3 separate regions of the Mus musculus genome follow, and all the other regions are linked to region 2. A link is a contact called in public HiChIP or PLAC-seq and promoter capture Hi-C data. All regions are on one chromosome and are shown on one strand. The core of a region is the stretch at or near the end of the contact, and the rest is flanking DNA. Distances in the headings are between cores, read along the strand shown.

The links. Promoter capture Hi-C pulls out the DNA fragments that hold promoters and counts their contacts. HiChIP or PLAC-seq counts read pairs in DNA pulled down with a chosen protein or histone mark.
Region 1: a contact with region 2 is called in a FOXA1 HiChIP or PLAC-seq map of pancreatic cancer cells. The contact joins the promoter of Wfikkn1 here to the promoter of Clcn7 in region 2. A contact is called at or near these places in 2 of 115 datasets of contacts at active chromatin or transcription factors (pancreatic cancer cells and pro-B cells).
Region 3: a contact with region 2 is called in a promoter capture Hi-C map of macrophages, with 5 read pairs. The contact joins the promoter of Rpusd1 here to the promoter of Clcn7 in region 2. A contact is called at or near these places in 2 of 39 promoter capture datasets (embryonic stem cells and macrophages), 3 of 115 datasets of contacts at active chromatin or transcription factors (astrocytes, bone marrow-derived dendritic cells and embryonic hindbrain) and 4 of 9 other capture datasets (embryonic stem cells, liver, macrophages and 1 more).

The regions. Positions count from the first base shown.
Region 1 is chr17:25,879,114-25,884,001 of GRCm38.p6, forward strand. It overlaps Wfikkn1 (WAP, FS, Ig, KU, and NTR-containing protein 1), which reads right to left and starts at 1,745. Exons shown (of 2, transcript NM_001100454.1): 1 at 751-1,745; 2 at 1-55. The coding sequence starts at 930. It overlaps Rab40c (Rab40C, member RAS oncogene family), which reads right to left. Exons shown (of 7, transcript NM_139154.2): 7 at 3,001-4,795. The coding sequence ends at 4,515.
Region 2 is chr17:25,131,768-25,136,566 of GRCm38.p6, forward strand. Clcn7 (chloride channel, voltage-sensitive 7) reads left to right here and starts at 1,624. Exons shown (of 25, transcript NM_011930.4): 1 at 1,624-1,847. The coding sequence starts at 1,710.
Region 3 is chr17:25,725,637-25,730,407 of GRCm38.p6, forward strand. Rpusd1 (RNA pseudouridylate synthase domain containing 1) reads left to right here and starts at 2,081. Exons shown (of 6, transcript NM_028009.4): 1 at 2,081-2,211; 2 at 2,567-2,755; 3 at 2,887-3,010; 4 at 3,190-3,292; 5 at 3,432-3,533; 6 at 4,733-4,771. The coding sequence starts at 2,574. Chtf18 (CTF18, chromosome transmission fidelity factor 18) reads right to left here and starts at 1,779. Exons shown (of 22, transcript NM_145409.2): 1 at 1,611-1,779; 2 at 1,305-1,484; 3 at 1,065-1,212; 4 at 739-913; 5 at 244-336; 6 at 106-158. The coding sequence starts at 1,701.

The DNA of each region.
Region 1 (4,888 bases), core at 495-2,994, 750 kb after region 2:
CGCAGCTCTGCAGCCCACACACATTGGTGCAGCACTTCTCGGATGCCGCACAGTCCTGAGGGACAGGGACAGTTTAGTGGAGCCCTGACCCCCTACCCAGCCTTGCCTATGCACTACTCTGCCTCTCTATCCTGGGAGAGGTAGCTGCCTTTTTCAAAGCTTCCTCCCCTGTGAAAAACTGTGGCTGTGCATTTTGAACAGTAGGAGTACTAAGGTCACACAGTCACCTTAGTCAACCCCAGTCACCTTAGTCAACCCCGCTGAATCCTCAAGGCCCCTGTGCAACTCTCATTAGCATTCCTACTGAGTAGGTGGAACAGTGTGCAGGCAAATGCTCTGCCATCAGAGGGCGCACCACCTTGGGAGCTCTTTGTCCCCTTCCCAGTCTGGGATATGAGGAAAGGACTACAGACAGGCCAGGGCTGGGAAGGTGATGATGCCATTTGCAGGGGTAGGTCAGAGGCCTGGGCCCACATGACTTAAGAAAAAAAGTGGTGCTCAGGCACGTGAGAGACAGGATTGGTGAGGTTGCAGTCAGTCCGGGAATTGGAGATGTTCTTGTTCTTCAGAGGACAAAAAGGTAGGGGTATCCTTTGAGCCCCATGTACATACAGGTCATGGCCACAAATCCAGGTAAATTGAGTGTGGAGGAACCCTGGAGGAAGCAGACTCCTAGGGTTGGGGTCTACTCCCCCCACTGAGGAAAGAACTAGGGTGGGGCCCAGGATCCCATGAAATGCCAGTGCTCACCTGGTCCCCGGTACACTCACGCTCACAGGTGCTCTGGGCGTCGACCCACAGGTGGGGGCTGAGCTCGTTGGGGCACATGCCAGGATGGCTTCCGGGATCTGGCAGCAGGTTGGTCTCCGAGGTCAGATGGATGAGCACGAAGACAAAGAGCAGAGGCAGGAATGGCTGTGGGGCAGGCATGGGGACCACAGGGCCAGGGAGTGGGAGTGTGTGGCCACCAGCTGAGACTCCCTATAGGCATCCACCCTATAGGGTCCTGGGCCCAGGATCACTACCCCCTACCTCAAAGGACCCTCTCCTGGGACTCTTGGACCCCGCAAGGCTTGAGCTCACAGGTGATGCTGCTCTTCTCTGAACCCTGAATAGTTATTCTGGGGCCTCTCAGAACCTGTCCACAAAATACTGGCTGGCCCTCTCCCAACCACTGTGGGTGGCTCCCAGGCTCTGGTCAGCATAGGACTGGGAATAGAAGAAGAGGAAGGGCTGGGGAGGGGCCAGAGGCCCTGAAGCCCAGAGCAACTGACCACTAGGGTCACCAAGGGGCGGAGAAGGGCCAGCTCAATCAGGGAGGGGGATGCTGTAACCTGAGCCCCTCCCTCTACAAGCTGGAGCCCAACAGGGATCAAAGTCTCCTTAAAGACCCTCCCACCCTCTATTCAGGGAGGAGGGGCAGGGCTGGTAAATTTCGGCTTTTGTCCTCTGCTCTTCAGTGTCCTATTCAGTGAGGTTGGATAGGGACCCAGTCCAGCCCCAGCTATTAGACTAGATTTTCTCCAAAGGCAGCCAAGGGCCACACCTGTCATAACTATAGGTAAGGCACCTTTCCCACTGGCATGGAGTAAGAAACCCCTAGGGTACTTGGCATCTGTGGTACACACTTGTAACCCCAGCACTGGGTAGGCGGGACACAGGAGGATCCAGATTGAGGCCAGCCCATAGCTACATAGCAAATTCCAGGCCCGTTTGGCCACATAAGAACATACTGTCTCAAAAAGAAAAAAAAAAAAAAAGGTCTTGGCATCTCACCAGCTGAGGGCACAACTCGGCAGGATTCATCCTCCCAGATGTACCAGTTTCTCTAAAACTGGGCTCCTGGCTTCTAGCTAGGGTCTGTGCCACTCAGTTCCTTCAAATGGGCAAGGCAGGTACAAAATAAATAAAAAGGCCATCTTATCTGGGTGGAAGCAGGTGACCCATGTGCACTGGCCATAGACAGTCTCATGGCAATGACTGATACATAGTGTAAACAAGAGCAAAGAGAAGCCAGCCAGCTGGTCACACACAGGCTGAGACACATGGGGCTCTCTGGGATGGCCAAGTGCACCTATCAAAGAGCAAGCATCCTCGGTGTTGCTCAGGGAGGATCTAAGTACATTCAAGCCTTGCCCCAACCATCCACCATGAAGGCCAGCATCCATTCTTTAACTGAACTAGGGGCTTCACTACCGTGGGGGAGGGGAGGGAGATCAAAGCTGGTGGCAAGACAAAGGCCCTGCCTGGAATCTGCTTTTCCAAACCCTTTCTGTGGCTCCAGAGGTCCCCAGGGAGTGGTTTTCTCAGAGACAGGAAGGAAAAAGTCTGTGTGACCCTCTGTCTGACCTCCTGACCCAGGAGGCAGGGTAATAAGAGCCTGGTCTGGTCAGGAGATCAAGAGATGGCTACCAGGCGCCAGTGTCTGCTGCCTTACAAAAGAGCCGTCGTTGAGGCAGCTTGTGGTGTTGAGGGGGCAGGGATTGCCAGGCCACAGGCTCAGAATGCAACTAAGGAAAAATGCAGGTGACACCTGAGCCAGAGGCCACTCTAAAGTGAACTGTCCAATCCCACTCAGTGGGATTTGCCTTCCAGTGTATGAGCTAGAACCCTGGGTGAGCATGGCCTGCAGAGGCCATGACCTGCTAGATGCTTTCCTGCTAAAGGCACCAACGCCAGGTCCCACTCACAGATATCCTTCATGTTGTGGTAAGCTATGTGCCCTGGGCTATGTATGAGTAAAGGCTCTGTCTAACCTGGCCAAGATCTGACCTCCGGAAACAGTGTGGCTTGTAACCAGGCCTGGCTACTTTGTGGCTGGGAATGTGAACCCAGTGGATGGATGGCTGCAGGTCAGCAGGGTCAGCTGCGGGGAAAGTTAACAAAGCCTGGGATCATTCTGTCAGGCACAAAGCCATGCTGGAGCATGTGGCAGAACACACCGCCAGACACCCCTTACCACCCCCAACAAACCACAGTCAGATGAAGCCAGACACAAGCTCACTGCTGAAGTACATTTACTGTACAAAGAAGTAAGAACAAAGAACCAGGAATAGTGGAGTCCACAGCAGCAAGTGTAGTGTTGATGGTGTGCACGCAGGCCAATCCAGGTCCTCAAAGTCTATACCATTCTATCGCGATTCCAGAGAAAAGGTCTCTGTCAACAGCAACAGGACTGGTGGGGAAAGGTGATGCTTGATTGTACCCAGCCTCTGGGTCAGGCTCCCAGGTCAGGCTGCTGCTTATCAGGCAGTTCCCACAACCATAGCCCCGTCCCTCCCTACAGGCATTGACTCAATCTCCCAGAACAGCAGGCTGGCGCAGCGTCTACCAGTGCCCTAGTAACATCCATGGTAAGATGATCTTAGGAAACGTGCACTTAGAGGTCCCCAGTCAGGGGTCATGGCTCCTGTTATGGCCAGGGCCCTGAGGGCAGGAGGTAGAGTTAAGCACCAGCGTGCCTGAGGGCTGTGTCACCAGGCAAGGACAGGGAAGCAGTCACACAGGACATCCACTGGGGACAGCATCCCCACAGGGGAGAAGGCTGCCCAGCCCAGACTGGGAGAGGAGGAGCATTGTGGGGGAACAGTCCATGGCTTCACAAGTTGCTCAGGCCAGTGAGTCCCTAAGGAGGGGCTTGGTGTTCCAGAGAGTGTCACTAAGAAACAGGTCAAAGAGATTCTAGTGACATGAACTTAAAGGCAGAAGGGCCACAAGAGGCAAGTCGCAGCTATGAAACACAGCCGAGGTTGATGAGTACAAGCTGCTAGACACTGGGGTCCTAGGCCCTGTGCCCATGCCCAGATGCACGGAGCCCGCCAGAAGCTCTGTAGCCCCGGCTGGAGATGTGTATAGTAAACATCACTGAAAGGGCCAGGGCACAATAGGAGGGATTAGTGGGGTTTCCCAGGTGCATCAACGGCTCTTCTCCTAGGTCTTAGGAGCTGAAACCTTGCCTATGCCCAGCATACTGATCACCTTTGTCAGATATGGAAGCCGGAGCCAAGCCTGCTGCTAGAAGCATCTGAAATACACTGTTCCCCAGTGGCCTCTGAGCAACACCCAGGCAGGGTATTTATAAATCTAAAGATCTGGCTTCAACACTGAAACCCCCCACCACTGCTTCATCCCTCCTTCCCTGACATCCTGAGCTTCCCCAACGGCTGATGTGGCTATGAGGGGCATCCAGGCTTCCCTGACAGCCCTTTAAAAATGTACAAAACAGGTAAAATGTTCTCCATATAAATAAAGGGGAGCCTGGCTCACTTCCAGTCTGGAGTCCAGGACTGGCTCACCCCTGGTCCCGTAGCACCAGCAGCCCTGCTGCCTGGTTTGCGGAGCATGTTCTCTCCTGCATGCCCCTCCCTCCACTAGCTCAGATGTGGAGGAAAGCCTGGAGAGACCCAGGCAGGGTTGTGTAGCCAAGTCTTCCTGCACACAGCAGGGCCTAGCGCATGGTCAGGAGTGCTCCAGCGTAAGCCCCAAGTCTGAACAGGCGGAACCCATGTGTCCCGCTAGGAGATCTTGCAGTTGCTCCGAGAGCAGTTCTGAGGTGGGCTCTGAGGGGGCCGGATGGACTTAGACCTCTTAAGGCTGTTGCCCTTGCTGCCACTGCCCCCGGCCCCACTTGCCAGGGAGTAGGAGCGGCCGTGCATCATGACAGCGTTCATGCCGTTGGCCATGGAAAAGGACTTGAGGTGGCTTTTGATGGTGACAGGTAGTGGGAGCTTGTCGATGAGGTGCACAGGGGTACAGGAGACAATGGCACGGCAGCAGAGGTCCTGCAGGCTGAAAACTGTGAGCGGAAGGCAAGATGAAGGAGGGAACAGATAGGTTTTGTTAGGGGAGTTACATGGTCCTCAGACTACCTGTAAAACCTGGCTGCTGC
Region 2 (4,799 bases), core at 374-2,873:
TCCTCTGTAATGCAACTGCCATGACACTGCTCAGAAGTAAACTTTGTAACATCGTTCTTTCTCTGTAGAGTGCCACCCATGATTACAGTCACTCTCGGGTCCCTGAAGTTGTAGTATCAAATCCCAATCCTTGCCCCTACATAATTCAGGATACATCTAAGAACAACTTTGTTGATGTAACACCGATACTAAGGCAAACTTAATCTTCCTAAAATACTATTGCCTAAAGCAACCTGCGGCTAGTTAATGCCACGCCCATGTGCTGTCCTAGTCTCCTCCTCGGAGGAACCCCAGTCTTTCCTAATTTGGCACTTCAGGGTGCCACGGTCCACCCAAGTCGGTTATGGGGGTCTCTGGAATGAGGGTCCTCAAAGCTAGGTGGGTAAGGATTCGGTGGTGACAAACAGAAACAAACACAGAGGCAGTTTGAATCTGAGTGCATTTTGCAGCTCTCAAGCAGGGGATTTTATACATTAAAAAACCAAACATTACATCTCTTAGAAACTATATCCAGTGAAACAATCACAAATACCAACAAAAATCATTTGGCACAGTAAAGCACAAAAATCATCCAAGCATTACAACTCTGAAACTATGCATTCAGTGAATCACAAACAGTACAGGTAACATCATTATTAATATAAATCATCAAAATATAACAATTCTAAAAGGATGTATTCAGTGGGGGCTGTTGTCCAAGTCTAGTGGCTTATTTCTAGGAGCAGGTTAATAAATCTTTAATGGTCAGTGCTCTTAACCACTGAACTAACTCTCTAGCCCCATGGTCAATTACTATTTAACATCTAGTATCTGGGTTTTTTCTTTTTCTTTTTTAACAAATCTTCAATATGTAAATTCAAACTATTTTAATTCTTTCTAATTAAGGCTTTCTTTACCATACACCAAAATCCACCTCCGATGACACACGTGCAGCCATATGAAATTTTATTGTTGGGAAAGTTTTTATCTATCGTAATAGTTTTGTAAATGATTTAGAAAGTAAGGCATTGTTTTCCCGGGGGATAAGGTCATGTTAGTGGCCCCCATCTCTAGGGTTGGTTTCTTACCCATTATTCTTGCTTAAGATCTTGGCCTAGGCTACCAGGAACATGTAAATAAGAAAAGGAATAAGAGAAAACAAAACATTGCCATAAGAACTACCACTCAATATTTTTTTCTCCGGCGAAGAGTTCCACACCGGTTCCAGGAGGCCTACCCCTTTTGAGGTCAATAGCCTCAGTTTGTGGAACTTGTCATACAGATCCTACTGGAAGTGGTGTGGCATCAGGGTCTCAATCCCTTTCCCGGAATTGCAGCAGTTTGGCTGCCCTTTGAGCACAGGAAACACATGAAGCCAACTTAGTTGAGAGGGACGATTCCAGAACTTTTACAGGTAGTTTATTTTTTTTTTTTCCATATCATCTCTTGGAGGACTAGGCGTGCATCTCGGGCTGGTTCTTCTCTGGAGTTTGGGTCACTGCCTTCAGTGAAGACACTAATTGCTAGGGATTTTGAGTTCTAGGTTTCTACCCTGGGCTGCAACGACCAGTGAACCACAATTCCCAGGAGACTCCGCGCTCCCGGATCTTGCCGGCCTCCGTCGTCAGTCACGTGGGCACCGATGATAGATCACGTGAGACCTGGGCGCGGGTCACGGGAATGCTGCCGGTCTGCCGGCTGTTCTTGTTGAGTTTGGTCCTCAGTGGGCCATGGCCAACGTCTCTAAGAAAGTGTCTTGGTCCGGCCGAGATCGCGATGATGAGGAGGGGGCGCCACTGCTTCGAAGGACAGGGCAGCCTGACGAGGAGACGCCGCTGCTGAACGGAGCTGGGCCGGGCGCGCGCCAGGTGAGGCCCGCGGGCCGGAGATGCAGCCGCCGGGATCGCTGCGCCGGTCCTCAGTGTGCTGGCGGGGCCCAGAGGGAGGCCACGGTGCTCTCCTCTGTTATTTTTTTGAATCCTGGAAGACTTTTATTTTTGATAGCCTCGCACTCATAAACCTCTTCTTTCTTTCTCTTTGAACCCCTTCTTCCCATCTCGTTCCTCAGTGGCTACACCATCAGAGAAAATGATACCCTCTCCTCCAGGAACCGTTGTCGCTGACTTTTCAGCAAGAGATCCCAAGACTTTAACGTTGCTTTTGTTTTTTAATTTTACTTTTCGTGGTGAGGGTCAAGCCAGGGTTTACACATACAAGGCAATCATAACGACCTCAGCTCTGCACCCATAGCCCTTGACGTTTCAAGATAAGGTCTCACAGTGAGACCACCAATGAATTCATAATCCTGTCTCATTTTCCCAAGAACTTGGAAGGCCTGGACTACACGCTTGGTAGTTTTCAATTTAAATGGCAGAATTGTGCTTTCGGTGAAAGTGCCTGTCTCCTTTCTCACAGGAGTAATTCCAGACGTTTGGGACACAATTGCAGTGTCAAGCATCCCCACTCATTTTCTCTTACTACCTAGTTGAACTTGGAATGTGCAGCCAGACATGATAAGCAACAAGTCAGAGGCCAGAGTGTGCTCAGCACTGCGAACAGTTTGTGCCTTCAAATGCCTAGCGTTTAAGACCGGGACAGGCTTGTTTACTTGTGTGCTTTTGCTTCTTTTGCCTGTGTGCATCGTGTTAATTTTGAGTCAGTTACTTATATCAATTCCTTGATGTTAGTCTGTTTTATAACTGTCCTTTACCCTTCCTCCTCCTGATGTTAGAGGTGTCTTAACAAACACTCCTGCTGTTTTAAAGGCTAAGAAGAGCACAAGATAGGGCTACCGCATCAAAACTTACATTTAGGCTTTCTTTGCTAGACCCTTGAAGGTGCAGTGGACAGTGAAAGTCAAAGTCAGCTCCTTGTTGCTGGGAAGCAGCTCAGGCCCTTTTGAAGGACGTGTGCTTGTGACTCCGGTCTGCAGTAGTGATCAGAAATAAGTAAGGTGGTAGAGCTGTGTCTGCCTCCCTAGGGTGTTTCTGGGTGGTGTGATTTGTTATCCCTGTTGTAAAGAAAGTAACCTTTGGGGAAGGGGGCTATTGCTGCTCTTGGAGAAGACTCAAGTTCAGGTCCTAGCACCCAGGTCCAGTGGCTCAACCACTTATAACTGTAGTTTCAGGTGATCTGACCACCTTTTCCTCTCCTGGCCTCCACTAGAGAGGCCTCCACCACACACACACACACACACACACACACACACACACACACACACACGTGTCTCTCTCCAAAAAGAAAGTAACTTTATGTTGGCAACTGGTTTTTAAGAGAGGGAAGAATTTGGAAACTGACAGAGTTGAGTTTGGGCTGAATACATGTGGGTTGTTTTGTTTTTATTTATTTTTGCTTTTCTTTGCAAATAGACAGAGTAAAGAAAGAGTTGATCTTTCCCCCTAAATACCACTATAGCTTTTTTTTTTTTTTTTTTTTTTTTAGACAGGGTTTCTCTGTGTAGCTCAGGCTGTCCTGGAAGCTCAGGCTGTCCTGGAACTCACTCTGTAGACCAGGCTGGCCTCGAACTCAGAAATTCACCTACCTCTGCCTCCCAAGTGCTGGGATTAAAGGTGTGCGCCACCACGCCCGGCTACCACTATAGCTTTTAAATCTGCAGATAATACAATTGATTGGTTGCTGTTAAACAACTTAAAAAATAATTGAGCACCTGCCCCATTGTGGGTTCCCAGGTCTGTGTGCAGGTCACTGAGGTGCATAGGACAGCTTTCTTCCCTCTGGGAACAGGCCCCAACACCTTTCTGGGTCTGTGTGACGAGCCCTGTAGGAATATGTGCAATGAGCACTTTTGTGCCAAGTCCTTAGACAAGAAGAGCAACAGAACAGAGAGAATATATGTGTGGGATGTGGTCCGGGGGGTAGGAGCCTTTTTCAGGCACAAGAGTTGACTTGGGTGTGACTAGGCCTAGGAGAGGCTTGCAAGAAACTGGGGACTCCAGTGCTAAGGAATCCTTATCTGCTTAGGCAGGTCGAATAGGCACTGGCTACAGCTTGGGAACCCTCTGTGCTGAGCTGAGCACTGGACCAGCCAGAATTTCCGGCAGGATCTGAGGCCAGCTGGTGCCAGTTTTCTCATCTGTAAAAAGTTAATGAATGTATAATACTGAGCAAGCCTGTTAGAAAACAGGTTCTCAGTAGATGCTAGTCATTAACGACGGGTCTGGAGACAGAGTGCTTGCCTAGCATCAGTGAAACCCTGGGCTCAGCCTCCAACACCACATAAAGCTGCGTGTGGTGGCACATACCTATGACCGGGCATGCCAGTGCTGAGAACGGGAATCAGAAGTCGAAAGTGATTTTTGAGGCCAGGCTGAACTAGATGAGACCCTGTCTCAAAACAAACAAATCAAAAACCCTACCCAACTAAAAGAACTTTGTCTTTGCGCTTGACATTTGGCTATGTCCGCTCTTCGGCTGAATGTCTTGTTGGCGTTTCTTTTCCCAGGGACGGTCCGGACAGGACAGTAGGCTCCTAGGTAAGCGTGGGTTGCCCTGGTGCTGCAGTAGGAGTCTTCATGAGCTAGTCTGCAGTCAGGACCCTTTGGAAATAGAAAGGGGAGCACAGTGGGGTGGCCCTGGGTACTGAACATGCGCTCATTATCCTGGCTACCTCCTGAGCCTCTGGGGTTTGTTGCAGCACCTCCAGGGTTGGGTGGAGGCAGTGTTGCCACCCAGCCAGGCAGAAGCTGGCCAAGCAATGTGGTAGCTGCTGAAGGCTGGCCAGGCTGGGCCCTGTTTAAAGCTCAGGCCCTGTGGCACTACCTTTTCTTAGATGTGGGGTGATAGTGGAACAGGGAGAAAGT
Region 3 (4,771 bases), core at 831-3,330, 590 kb after region 2:
GAAGAGAAGCAAGTCCTGATTCACCACAGAGGGAACACAGTGACCATGCCCACCAGATATGTCCAAACTGAAAAGGGTTCCTGGGGTGGGACATGTGTGAGTCACCTGTGTAGAGTGTCTGAAAGCTGTTGGGCATCCTCCAGCAGTTGTTGCCGTCTCTATAAAAACAGGATAGGCTGAGGTCAGGACAAGTCCAGCCAGCACTAGACTCAACACATAAACTCCCCACTCCACTAAACCTACCTTGCTATCAACTTGCTCCTTCAGGGAGGCGAAGGGGACACCCAGCAGGTCCAGTTGGCCACAGCCTCGCCAGTGGACATCTAGAAGAGGGTTCTGGGCAAGACAGATTTATCATCTCTATAACCCTCCCAGGTCATGGAGGCATCCACAGTGCCCTTCTCTCCCCACCCCCCAAAAAAGGCTGACAGAGGGACAGAAATGACCTTTCCTAATTAGAGAGGGGATGGATATGGCCCTCAGATGGGCCTGGTCCAAGGGAAGTCAGCTTTAAGGTGAAGAGGAAAAGAAAAACAGAAAGCTAATATATGGGGTACAAGGCGGCACTCTAAGGCCACGTAGCCTCAAAAGTAGCACTGCTGTTTCCAACACTGGACTACCTGGCGTGCCTGTTTCTAGCAATTCAGATAGGTGAAACTGGCCTCAGAACCTGCTGAGAGCCTATTGGCAACATAAAAGAACCAATACCATGGCAAACCCCATGCTATGGCCACACACCTGCACCCCAGGGCCTATGAGGTCAGCCCGAAGCACCAAAAAGGCCCGTTCTCCACTTGTGGATGTCACATTGATATAATCTTCTAAGATAGGAGGCCGTCTCAGGACAGGATTGCGATTTCGGGGACTTGGCAATGTCTGCATGAGGTCTTTGTCAGCATTAGCATCTGAATACCTAGGAGAGACAAGCAGCTCCCTGTCACTCTCAAATGGGGTGCTTGACCCACACTCACTCCTCTTGCCGTCCCATAGACATCCACTTCCAGAGCCTCATGCAGGGACAGGCAGCTTTCCAAGTCAGAATTACATGCCCTTAAGCAACACACCCAGCATCCAACATCTCAGGGAAGACCTCTGGACTCGGTGGAGGGGTAATGTCCCCAGGAGGGGAATCTGGATATAAGAGCTCCTCCATATCTGGCTCAAAGTTCAGCTTCTTCACCACGTCCAACCTGGGTCGTTTGACCATGGGGCCTGCAGAGACAGAGGCAGAAAGAGGTGAAAGAATAGAAAACTGATCCTCAGAATTCCCCGACTTTAAGTGCTCAGTCCCCAATCGGACATACTGGAGGGCGCGGGCTGGTCCCTACGAACATTCTTTCTAGTATTGCGGTTGACATTTCCTGGCGACCCTGCAGGGCAGGGACGCGGGACAGTGTCCCCACCAGCGATGGCCTCTTCGAAGGTTAGCGGAGGGCGGCTCGCTGGAGTTTGGAGGGTCCCAGGAGGAGCCTGGTCCCGTGTTCCTGCTGAGACAGAGGTTGATAGCAGCAACACACATTAAGAAGCGAACTCCCAGCCGTTACCAATCCCATCCACACAGCTCTCCATGCTGCAGCAGGATGCAGCCACGACCCAGGACCCGCGCCCACCTTCCAGCTCAGCCAGCACTTCGAGCTCAGCTGCGAACTGGTTTTGGAAATCATCCTCCACACCATACAGATCTTCCTCGTAGTCTTCCATGGAGCCAGACCACAACTCCCACAGCTCAGAGTCCCTCAGAACTTCCCGCGCCGCCGCCACCGCGCGCTACCCCGCCCCGAGAGCCTCCAATACCGCCAATCAACAGCCGACGTTCCCAGAGGCGCCCGCCATTGGCCAGCGGGGAAGGGCGGGTCTTACTCCCAGAGGGCGGGAGGAGAGGAATAATAGTTCAATGGTTGGAGTGGAGGATCAAGAACGCTTTCTATTGGCCTGTACAGTAAGTAATCCGTGGGGGAGGCGGGGAAATAGGTGGGACTAAAAAAGCGCGTGCGCAGACTATTCGGGTAGGGCCTTACCATTCTTCAGTGGGCGGAGCTCCAGGCCCGGAATGCCATTGGCCAGTACGACCATCCATTAGGAAAGTGGAATGGGCAGGGTGAAAAGGCGGAGCTGCGCGCCAGCCAGGCCAAGACCTGGTTCCTAGTATAGGGAAGCGAGGTTGGATGCAGAGCTGAGAATTGACATCCTGGTCCCTTGGCCCTGTTGCAGGTAAGTCCTAAAGGGTCTGCCTGTGGTCACAGGCTGGTGGGAGGCAAGTTAGGGAGCGCTTGAAGTCCTGGGTGGTCCTGGGCAATAACCTAGCGTGAAGTGTGTAGGCGTGAGCTGGACAACCAGGCTGTTTATTCCACTTCAAGTCAGGGAGAGCTCCCTAACCCTGAGTCCATGGCAAGTCAGAATCACCTGACCTTGGCCAGACTCCCATTCCGGAGCTGACACCCCTGGCATGGGCCCTTGTGGAAGACATAAAGGGTTCCAGCAGGTTCTGGCCCCAGTAAGTGTGTACAGTACTTGAAGACCAGGTCAGGCACCCTCCTACCCCAGGCTCACTCCCACCTGCGTGCAGCCCCACCATGGAGCCTGGCAGCATGGAAAATCTGTCCATCGTGTACCAGAGCAGCGACTTCCTGGTGGTGAACAAGCACTGGGACCTGCGCATTGATAGCAAGACCTGGCGGGAGACCCTGACCCTACAGAAGCAGCTCCGACACCACTTCCCAGAGCTGGCTGACCCTGACACCTGCTATGGGTTCAGGTACACAGCCAACATGGAGAGCCCCACTGCAGCATCCTTCCAAAGGATGCTGGGACACTGGACTCTGCCACAAAGGTGCTAACCAGAGCACCACAGGGTCCAGCCACTGCTGCTCTTCTGCCCGTTCCCAGGTTCTGCCACCAGCTGGACTTCTCCACCAGTGGGGCACTGTGCGTAGCCCTGAATAAGGCAGCTGCGGGCAGTGCTTATAAATGCTTCAAGGAACGGCGAGTCACCAAAGCCTACCTGGCACTGGTAAGTCCTGGCCAGTTCCTGGGATGCTGTGTGGAGACCCAAGGCTCACAGCCTACTCCAGCAGGCCTCTCAACTGAAGCTCCGTGCCAGGCTTATGTGCCTATCTAGAGCTCAGCCACATTCCTCTCAGAGATGACAGTGTGGCCCAGTGAGCTGCATGTGATGTCCTTGCTCGACAGGTCCGAGGCCATGTCCAGGAAAGCCAAGTGACGATCAACTATGCCATTGGCAGGAATAGCACGGAGGGGCGGACGCATACCATGTGCATCGAGGGCACTCATGGTAATAGTGGTTTGTTGTGGGGGCCATGGGCATGTCTCCAAAGCCTGCGTGAATGGGAACGGCCAGACAGGTGGAAATTGGAGTTGGCTCAGGCTCTAGGGCTGGCCCAGTGGGCCCTTACACTTTAGTTTTCATCTAGGTTGTGAGAACCCAAAGCCAAGCCTCACAGAGCTGCTGGTCCTGGAACACGGCCTATATGCTGGTGACCCTGTGTCCAAAGTGCTGCTAAAGCCACTTACAGGTATGTCCAGGGCAGGAGTTCATCATATAAGAAAGGACCCCGAGGTATAGGCATTGTGGCCTGCCTGGGTCTATACTAGGTGTGCGGGCAGAGCCGATAGCAAGATCTTTGCTGGTGTTTGCATGTACCCTGGCTGTCAAGCTGATCTCTCTGGCTAGATCAAGGGTCTCCCTGACTGTGCCCTCACGGCCCACCCCGACCAATCTCTTGACCTGAGTCCCAATGTCTGATTTGTAGCAAGAAATATAATGAATCCCATACCAAGGGCCTGCCCCACCCTGCCCTGCCCTTCCTTCGCAGTAGCACAGATCTGCAAAGCAGCTAATCAGAAGAGAACCGTACTTTTCTTTCTTTCTTTTTTTCTTTCTTTCTTTTCTCTCTGTGAAGCTTTGACTGCCTTGGAACTCACTCTATAGACCAGGCTGGCCTCGAACTCTGCCTGCCTCTGCCTCTGTCTCTCCAGAGGGACTAAAGGCAGGCGTGTGCCATGACCGACTAGCAAGGGATCCATCCTTTAAAAAAGAAGACTGGGTAAGCAGGTGTGGTAGCATTTGTAGCACCCTAGAGATAGAGGCAGGAAGATCAGAAGTTCATACCTATCTTTTAACTACGAAGGCGCTCTCTGCCAAGCCTGACAGCCTGAGTTGGAGTCCCAGACAAACATGGTGGAAGGAGAGAGGAGAATCTTAGAAGGTGTCTTCTGAGCATTGTGAAATGGTGGCGCACGCCTTTAATCCCAGCACTTGGGAGGCAGAAACAGGCAGATCTCTGTGAGTTTGAGGCCCATCTGGTCCAAGACAGCCAGGGCTAGTTTGAGGCCAGCCTGGTCTACAGAGTGAGTTCCAGGACAGCCAAGGCTGCACAGAAAAGAAAAGAAAAAAAAAAAATATGTATATATATATATATATACCCTGTCTCAAAAAAAAAGTTGTCTTCTGATTTACTTCAACAGTGTAGCATCAAGCAGGCACATGTAGGAACACAACACACACACTCAAAATTAAAATATACTTTAAAAAAACTTTAAAAGGAGAAAGAAGAGAGTTTATTCCTCAACACTGTAACACACAGCAGCAAGCCGGGGGGCTGCCCGGAGACTCCGCAGCCAACCCAGAGAACTTGTTGGATACTGTAAGAGCAAGGGATGTGACAAAGAATGGTTTTCCTCCCAGCCTGACCTCCCGTCCCTGATCCCATAGGCCGGACACACCAGCTTCGTGTGCACTGCAGTGCCCTTG